Regions from separate parts of the Xenopus tropicalis genome. Here region 1 is linked to region 2. A link is a contact called in public Hi-C data. All regions are on one chromosome and are shown on one strand. The core of a region is the stretch at or near the end of the contact, and the rest is flanking DNA. Distances in the headings are between cores, read along the strand shown. Region 1 overlaps kdm5c (lysine demethylase 5C). Region 2 overlaps slc27a4 (long-chain fatty acid transport protein 4).

What was found. A called contact is a pair of places that touch in the nucleus more often than the background predicts.
Region 1: a contact with region 2 is called in a Hi-C map of brain, with 2.7 times the contacts expected there. The contact joins two enhancer-like sites. A contact is called at or near these places in 2 of 5 Hi-C or Micro-C datasets (brain and neurula embryo).

The regions. Positions count from the first base shown.
Region 1 is chr8:26,089,486-26,094,236 of UCB_Xtro_10.0, forward strand. It overlaps kdm5c (lysine demethylase 5C), which reads right to left. Exons shown (of 28, transcript NM_001079251.1): 24 at 4,486-4,751; 25 at 2,999-3,053; 26 at 2,716-2,918; 27 at 1,776-1,997; 28 at 13-757. The coding sequence ends at 746. Among named protein-coding and RNA genes, the nearest start is that of kdm5c, 21 kb to the right of the region's middle. Within about 2 kb of position 2,631, at least 1 of the 11 cell types and tissues checked has an H3K27ac peak or open chromatin away from gene starts, as enhancers often do.
Region 2 is chr8:25,773,246-25,778,144 of UCB_Xtro_10.0, forward strand. It overlaps slc27a4 (long-chain fatty acid transport protein 4), which reads left to right. Exons shown (of 13, transcript XM_004914188.4): 13 at 1-44. Among named protein-coding and RNA genes, the nearest start is that of urm1, 11 kb to the right of the region's middle. Within about 2 kb of position 2,421, at least 5 of the 11 cell types and tissues checked have an H3K27ac peak or open chromatin away from gene starts, as enhancers often do.

The DNA.
Region 1 (4,751 bases), core at 1,381-3,880, 320 kb after region 2:
AAGAAACATTTCTTTTTTTTTTAAACAAAGTGTTCCGGACAAAGTGAACATGTGACTAGGGTGGGGTGCAGAGAACCTGAATAAGGGGAGACAGAGGGAAGGGTCGGGCAGTTAGTGAGAGTCCAATAAGGAGAAGGGAATAAATAAACTGAACATGTCCCACCATAACCACTGCTACCCCCATAACCTCATCCCTCTCCGTGGCACCGGGAATGCCCGAATGCTGGTACTGGACACCTAGAAAATAAAGTGTACTTCTCCAGTCCTGTGTCTGGGGGGGGGGGTAGCCAAAATGTCCGCTCCTCATGCCTTTCTGAACCCAGAGAGAGACTGCAGAGCTCCCCCCATTACAGGCAACTTGGCCGTGGTGCAGGGTCTTAATTCGCTGGGAATTATTTGCTTGATGATTAACTCAGAAGAGAAGCCAAGTCTTTCCCTTCGCTTACCCAGAATCCTTCAGTCCTTACAAAAGCAGCAAGTGGTTCTGCTTTGTGTCACAGTCAGGCAGCACCAGTTAATACAATGCACCCCCCCCCAGAGTGAGGAATACACCCCCCAGCTTCCAGACAGGAGGGAGCAGAAACAGAACAGAGAATGCAGTGTAGAAGGGAGGGGGCACCTGTGTTTGTTTTTGGCCTCCCATACATCCGCCTCTCACTATTCTTCAGCGAGGTAAAACTGAGTGTCCGTCCGGAGAGGAGTGTTACTGTCCCGGCGTCATTGGGTCAGGTCCCCTGGCCGAATGTCACAAGCGCTTCTGTGTGGGAACAGATACAAGTAGATGAGCACGTAGGGCACTACAGATTAACCAAAACAAATCCATTCACAATGGCATAAACAGGAAGTGCCCGGTGTCCTATTGTACACCCCCACCCACAGAACAGACCATGGCAAGTCACAGGCACCAATGCCTTCCCTCTCTCCTTTTAAAGCTCCAAAAGTCCAAGGATCATGTCATTGCTTGTTACTGTATAAATTGCCAACATATAATGTAGCACTGTACAAGGGCAGGGGTTTTAAATGGAACAGCCATTTAACAATTACATTTTGCCTCAATCAATGGGACTTTCAAACTACCCTGATAGGTTGCTGCATAGTGTTCAGCCAAATATCACTCTCAAGGGCCCCACACATGGGCCACTAAGGAGCAAGACTTGGCAACATTTATTGCATATGGCCAACTGGACACAAAATTCCTCTACACTAAGCACAATTCAGCAGCAAAACTATAGTGCACTGTTCCCCAACCAACATGTTGCTCACCAACCCATTGGATGTTGCTCCTATTGGCCTCAAAGCAGGTGCTCATTTTTGAATTTCTGATAAGGAGGCATGCTTTGGTTGCATAAAAACCAAGTGTAATGCCAAATAGAGCCTTCTGTAGGCTGCCAGTCCACACAGGGAATGAAAGGTTGGGGACCCCTGCTATAGTGTAATGTGACCCTCGCACTGCAAGCTGGATAAGCTAGCACTGAACTCCCAGCATTCCCATGCAACCATTAAAATGCTAGAAACTGCAGTTCAGCAACAGCTGGAGAGCCATGGCCTAAACGGGTTAAACAGCTATGGAATTCCCAGTATATCCGTTATGATAATCCAAGTAAATGGCACCAATGTCCCTAAGTGGCAATGAGTGAAACACCACATGGATGATTGGTGCAACAATATGGCAATTGATTGCCACTGGCTGCATCATTTTAAAGGCAACCTAGGGTGATATTTAATAATGCTGGGGTGTCATGCTGTGTATTATGCTCAGATTTTAAAGTTCTCACCTCTCCTCCATTCTGGCTGCATTCACTCCCTCCTTTCCTGGGGCTCTCCTTATCAGAGAGGGTCTCCTGCGCTCGGATGTCACTGCGGCACCTCTTTGGACCCAGCTCCTCCTTTGGGAGAATGGGGGGAGAGTAGCCATCACCCCGCTCGCTCCTCCTCTTCTTCCTCTTCTCTGGGTCTTTGCCTTTTTGCCGAGCCAGCCTACGCTCACACCTTTCAATCTGTCAGAGGGATGGAATAAAGACAGCAGATATTTACCTTCCCCTTTCTATATAATATGATGGGTAATAGATCCATATCTCTGCCTTGCCATTGGCTGAGTATTTATCAAGCTTGATTTGCAAAACACAGCCCCAGGCCAATGATGGCTCTGCTTCAGCATGAAACAAACAGTGGGACTATATTACAGACCCTCTCCGCTATTCAGAGTGCCCATCTGTACGGAGAAACCAAATACCCCTACAGGTGTGTGCTGCTTTAACAGGCTTGGAGTTCCCCCCTTTAATCTCAGGCTTCCCTCCCAGGCAGAGGAGGGGGAGATTTTACACTGCCCCGGCCAAACACAAATACACCTCCAGGGAGGAGATTAGTTGCTTTGTCCAGGATAATCCTGTTTTGAATTCTTTGTGGGGGTCCCTTTATGTGAATGCACTCGCCCTTCCAAAGAAGTAGATATCTGCCCTCTGTTTGTATCCATGACACTTTTATTTCACTGCTTTTAGCCTTGGGCACAGCATTAGTGAATCAGAAATTAAATTTATATTTTTTATAACATGCTAGTGAGTAGAGAAGCAGTAAGCCCTGAGGACATAATGTTGTCTAGCTGTGTTTCACTATAGCTTCAGTACAGGAAGCCAGGAAGTACCATTCCTCAAGTTGTTCCCTTGTTTTTCCCCAAGTGCAAGTGAAGCTGGCAGATATTTTCGGGAGAAGGCCTACCTCTATCAAAGTGCGCAGTCTCTCTATACAGGGCACCTGAGATGCCAGTAACAATCGCCAAATGCTCGCTTCTTCTTCCAGCGACACCTCTAGAAGGTCCCCCTCCAACATCAAGTCTTCCAGTAGCGCTCGAGAGCCTAGCGACAACTCCAGAATCGCTGTCTTTTCTAAACGAGGGAGCAGGGCAGCCATGGCATCTAGATCTGAGGGGTGGGCACAAGAATATGAGCAACACACAGGAAGCCAACACGGATATACACATGGCAAAGGTGTATACACTTACCTGGCATCGCGCAAGTGCCATTCTCAGTGTGACAGTCACCATTCTCTTGTGGGACCTGACAAAAATAAGATCAACGGTTTAGATTAGAGCAACCACAGTGCCGAGCAGAGAGGAGGGGACAAAAGATGGAAATAAACACTTGCTATAAAAACTCCCGGCCATTCCTTGAAGCTATCTAATGTATCTGCCAGCACAGCCGCTTCAGGGAGTGAACCCAACAACTTTAATCAACATAAGCAGAATAAATAGAACTTATGCTATAAATGTTTTTCTTTTAAAGTCAGTTTAACTAGATATGCGCTCTGTAAAAAAACCAAAAAAAAAAAAAACCAACCCCATGTTTTGTTTTGGCAGAAGTCCAATATATTTCCAATCTGTGCATTGGAAATCTAGCTATCTTTACTGAGCCCAAGGGTAAGAACCCCCCAGCAGGCAACTTTGGAAATATAAGTGATGGGAAAGGCTTTCCACCAGCGACTTCTATTGTTGCCGGTGGTAAGCCTTTTTGGGTCAGTTACTCGCTCCGTGGGTTCTTACCCTAACAGAGGGAAAAGATAATATTAGGCCCCGGTCATGTGACATGCATCAGCTCCAATAGGCAGCTCCTTTTAGCTGCATTAACAATCACAGATTCTGCCCACATCCAGCTACATGGAGTGGAAGCATAAATCAGCCTGAAAACACAAAAGCAGGCATTTCTCGCCCAAAATACTCTTATGATCCACATAGCTGGACGTGGGCATGATCTGTGATTGTTCATGTCACCCACACAACCAGCAGTGTTAGTGTAAGGATCCCAAACCGCAGGACCATGTTCAAGTAGGTACAATGAGCAAACAGGGCCTCTATAATGACACCCTCCCTACCTCTAATTTGTTGGTCTCCCAGGCTTAGGATAGCCATACATGTTCTGCTCAGATTTGATTGAACAGATTTTTGACTTGACCACTTGGGAAAGTTAGCTAAATTTAGGGAGGGGGCACTGAACTATGCTGGGTCATGGAGCACTGGCAGAGGTATGCAGAGGATGCTAGCATCCTTGTATCTAGCCAGCCATATAATAACCTGTTTGGCATGACCGAGGGTTAACCAGTGTATGGCCACCAGGTTCTTGGGTCCGACCAGTCATTTTAGTTTGAGTCAGTTTGGGAGGATTATGGCCAAGCCTCTAATCAACATTGACTGGTAGATGCACCCAAACTGCACTTGCAGATCAACAATTGCCACACACTGGTGTAAACACCAACCGGTCAACCGTACGGTGTGGTAGCCACTGAGAAACGATCACCATCAATAGTGCCTCACAATAGTGCCTCAATAGATATCTTTCTGGCAAACCATGTAGCACATAGGGAGCACCTGTCTGTATTACTCACCTAACTAACTATACACCAACTCTAGCAACATTGTGGCTATCAGGTGATGTCTATTGATAAATCCCAGTGTGTTATTTGCTTCCCTACCCAGCAAAACCCCCCACGACTTACTGGGTTCTGTTCATTCCGGGTTGTCTCTCTCAGTGCCTGGGGATCTTTACAATGCTGCTGCATTTTTTGCCTGCGCTCTGCAAGTGCTGTTGCGGCAGAAGAAATTTCCGGCGTGGCTAGCACCCTGCGAGCGCGATCCTGCCAGCTCATGGCTCGCTCTGTTAAACACTGTAAAGCCTCGCCCTCTGGCAGTCGCACTGGCAGTTTCTGGAGGGCGACCAACAGAGAGAGAATGGTCTGCAGCCGAGGCCTCCGCGAGCGCACAC
Region 2 (4,899 bases), core at 1,171-3,670:
GGACCTACTGTATGCAATAAAGATTCACTGTCACTTTTGTTTGAGCCTTATGCTTATTTTTTTTCCTCTACAGTATTCTCTATGGTAAAACTAAATCCCCTCCCTGCACAGGGACGACTCTGAGATAGGGGCCTAACTGATCCAAGACCAATGCTGGCCAAACATTGGTCTTTTCTTATCCAAGTCGCTGCTTATTGGCTAAATATGAGGCCTGACCAACTGATATCTGGCCGAAAATCAACCATATTACTATAAAGCATTGCTTGCAAATGCACTCAGGCAATAACCACATTTGCTCATTGATGGAAATATGGCCCAATCAAGTTCCAGCGTGGCTCAGTCTTCACTAAGCCGTGCACTTGTTGAGCAAAATAATCTGTGGCTGCATGCATTGCCTACAGTTGCCACAAGGAGCTGCTCTTGATTAGCATTGTCATCTGGTTTCCATGCAGTGCAGCAAAGTATAAATAAAAACGTCAGATCCAGTTAACTTAAAGATTAGACCCAGCCATGGAAATGTACTCAGCCGCAAGTTTCATAATGTTTCTGTTGCTAATCAATTTGCCAGGCTGAGCGCTGGAAGGATAGAATAATACCAGCAGGGTCAATTGGCACATGAAAAAAAAGTACCTATTGCCCCAGTATAGGGCTTATATACTGAGTTTGACCCATGACTGTGTGTGCAATGAGTGCCTCCACTGCTGCCCCACTGCTGCAGGGTGTTTGTATGAGGATCAAAAAATGTGCTTGGGTCACAATGAGAGTACAGTGGGCTGCAATAGAAATGGTTGCCAATTAGATCCAAGTGAGCTCTGCATGGGTATAACAGTAATGGTAGAAGACTGGTGAGCCCATGAGTGCAGGGGGATAGGTGAATTACTGAAAAGGGCAGTTTGTGTTGGCTTGCGTTTACCCTACTTCCCTGTCCCGAACGGAGCTCTGCTTTATAGCCAAGTACATAGAGCCAGAGCAGTCAATTAGCTAGGAGTTGCCAGGCATGCTGTTAGCTTCTAATAACTGATAAATGTGTGAAATCAAGGCAAGAGCTAGCCCTGGGATCTGGCCAATAGGCAATGTTAGAACATAGCTCGGAGCATGTAAGTATGGAAATTGCTGGCTTACATCCAGGGTGTTAGCCTCTTTGACTCTATAGAGCGACAGCTCATTAAACAGCATTATGGTACAGCAGAATTACAGGAGCTTAAGAGAATACAGGAAAAGATTATAAATATGTACCCCCTACTGTAAATTATAGGGATGTTAGAAGTCATTGATGGGTCCTGTGACCATATAAAGGCACAAGGCTGAAGGCTGAGTTTTACAGGGAACTCTATGGGGCACATTCATCAAAGTATGACTGGTCCGAATACAAAAAAAATTTTTTTTTTTTTTTTAAAGGTTACAACTTATGCATATTTTCTGCGGCTTTTTCATAGTTTGCGTCGTGGTTTTCCTGCATTTTATGATCATCCAGATACGAAAAAAAATCATACTTTTCGGCCATTATACGATCAGATCATTATACGATCAGAGAGTTTTTTGATAAATCTGCCCCTAAGTATCACTATGGGATAATGTACCCTGTAATATAAGGATATTAGAAGTCACTGAGGGGTTATGTGACCATATAAAGCCACATGGCTGCAGGCTGAGTTATACAGGGAACTCTGAGTATCACTCATGTATTATAAGGGATAATGTACCCCCTACTGTAAATGATAAGGATATTAGCAGTCACTGAGGGGTTCTGTGCCCATATAAAGGCACAAGGCTGCAGGCTGAGTTATACAGGGAACTCTGAGTATTACTTATGTATTATACCCCCTACTGTAAATGATAAGGATACTAGAAGAGAGTTAGAGTTATACAGGGAACTCTGAGTATCACTAATCTCAAAATTGTGACTTTATTACATCATATGCACAATCACACAGACTGCAGTAAATCTGTGACTGGTTTTAGATTTGAGTCCTAAAACACAGGATTGCACCCTGTACTTTGAGGAATTTGGAATGTTAGGGTTACTTTCTAAATCATATATCTGCAATCTGCAGCTGCATGCCCTGCACCAAGGCCTGGGGATGATTAGTTACGCGACTGGGTATAGTTTTCCTTTAATCCCACCTGGCTGGGAAAATTACATGATGACACTTTTATTCTGCACACTGTGTGCAGAGTTGTCAATCAGGACACCATGATAATACACATTGGGGTGTATTCCTCTATAGTTACGCTTCTGAACTGACCGTTCAAATCTAATTGCTAATTGGTTGCTATGGGCAACATCATCTGCAACATTTGTCTCCAATGTTAATAAATACGCCCCATTGGACAGTGTGGAGGACACCACCTTTATACATACTGTGTGGAGTTGTCAGTGAGGACACCATCATTCCACCCACTGTGTGCGATGAGGACACTATTATAGCATTATACATACAGGTACTGTGTGTGAAGTTGTCAACCAGGACACCATCATTATACACACTGTGTGGAGTTGTCAATCAGGACACCATCATTCCTCAAACTGTGTGTGGAGTAAGTTGTCAATGAGGACACTGTCATTATACACACTATGTGGAGTTATCAATGGGCACATCACCATTCCCCACGCTGTAAGGAGACCATGTCAGCAAGGAAGCCATCTTTCTCAAATCATGCCTCCCACCAGACAAATGATAAAGCCACATTTCTGCCCTCTTAGACCTACACCCGCACAAGTCTAATTCCTTTTTCTCACAAGCTGCAAGCCTTTGCTCATGTTTATTCATCTGTATTCATTGCTGTGTCAGCATCATGTATTGGGATGTGTGAACCTTGCCTGCTTTCAGTTTGGTTTAGGTTTGTAAATATTTTACCTCTGGCCAATGCTGACTACTCCCACCGCAAACTGGCACATAAAGCATAGATGGGCAACAGTGGTGCAACCCAATGAGATAAGTGGTCCAGGTGGACATTGTACCGATGCTGATGGCACTGCCCTGCATTAGCCATCAAATAAAAATGTAAGGATTGCCAGGAACCCAAAAATGCAACTGTCTTACTTGCTCATTGAATTTTATTGCGTACAGTCATTTAAGACTCATTTTGTTATTCTTCAAGTCTGTCGCTGTTTTTTCCATTTGGCCCTGGGATCTACATAGAAACCTCTACCAATATCAGGCACCTGTTAAACACTCATAGCAGAGCCTCCCATTTCCTTTGGCCTGTACAAGGCTGCCTGTTGCTATAATTACTGGATGGCTATTTTGTGTTGGTTGGGGGTGGGTAATTTTGTGTTGCTCCTGAGTCAGGGAGAGGACAGTACTAAGGGGACCTCAAATTGCAAATGGCCTCCAGCTTAGCGAGAAACAAGGAGGTAGGGATAAAGGCTCATTTGCAGCTTTAGTGTCACTTTCAGCCTTTTTTTGGGAGGTTAAATGGCTGTTTAGAGCAGAGCACTGAAGGCCGAGCAGGGGTTCATTGTTCAAGCTTTCTCCTGCATTGTTGAATGCTTTTCAATAGTCGCCTGAATAAGAAAGCTCAGGGGCCCCCTCCTCTCCTCCTCCCTCAGCCGGAACACAAGCAACTTCACATGGGGGAGGCCTAGAATTTCCTGCAGGCTGTGATGGTATTCAAGGCCTCTACCGCTTCAGCTCCTTCTTTCTTATCCTTCCCCCCCCCTACTTTTTTTCCTTCTTCCTTGCAGTTTAACCCAGGCAGAGAAGCTCACTGATCTCTGCTTGACACCCCATTAACACATGAATGCCTTTGAGTGGCTGAAAAAGGCATCTCACTTTTGCTGACCCACTCGGTCCTTCTGCTGAGAGGTTGGAGATCAAACAAAGTTACTACAGGCCAATCTTCATTGTGCCCCCCCTGCAGAGGGAGTCCTCCTCCATTTCAAGCCGCCATTGTCTGCTTTATTATTAAAAGCTTTCGGTGCACAGGATGCAAACAGCTGTTCCAGGACCGCCTTGAGCTTTATGCAGAATTTATTCTTTCTACTCCCCTCCTTTACACATGCTCCAATGCTAACAAATGAACCCAATGCTCCAAGCTAATGAGTTTTTAAAGGAGGAATAGACAACCCTCCAGAGGTTGCTCAACTACAACTTCCAGCACCCACTATCGACAGGTGTTGGTTGCTGTAGTGCTACAGAGTTGGATTATTTGCAGATAGAAATCTCAATTAAATCATAATAAATATTTTATTTATGGGTAATTTTTGAGAGTCAAAGCTTCAGCTGCTTCTGGCTCCTCAGCTAACCCATGTCATTTTCCCACAGACCTTCAATTGTAACATTAAAGGAAAACTATACCCGCAGAATAAATACTTAACCAACAGATAGTTTCTATTATATTAAATGACCTATTGAAGAATCTCACCATACTGTAACAGGAAGTAGTGTGGAAGTAAAAGACAGAACTCTACACATTCATTGGCTGAACTGACCTAGCATGTACAGTATGTGTGCCCTTGATTTGTTTGTATGCACTGTGAATCCTATGATCCCAGTAGGCGGCCCTTAATTCTTAAAATGGCAATTTTCGATTATGCACATTATTATGCACATACAGGTGTGGGATCCGTTATCCGGAAACCCGATATCCAAAGAGATCCAAATTAGGGAAAGCCTGTCTCCTATAGACTCCATTTTATATCATTCTTTCTTTATTGGTTTTCAAATAGGGGATACAGAAAGGAAGAAGGAAGGGGGAACAAGAAACCATTTGAGGATTGCAGACAATATCACATTCGGTAAGTATTAACATGTATAACAAGAAATAAACAAATATCAAATATAGAGTTAGAGATCAAATATTTGTCATAATATGTAGGGATAGAACCTTGGGATTAATCACAAAGAAAAACCAAGGAGGGGTATTGATAGTTCTTATACCAGGGGGGGGAAAAGG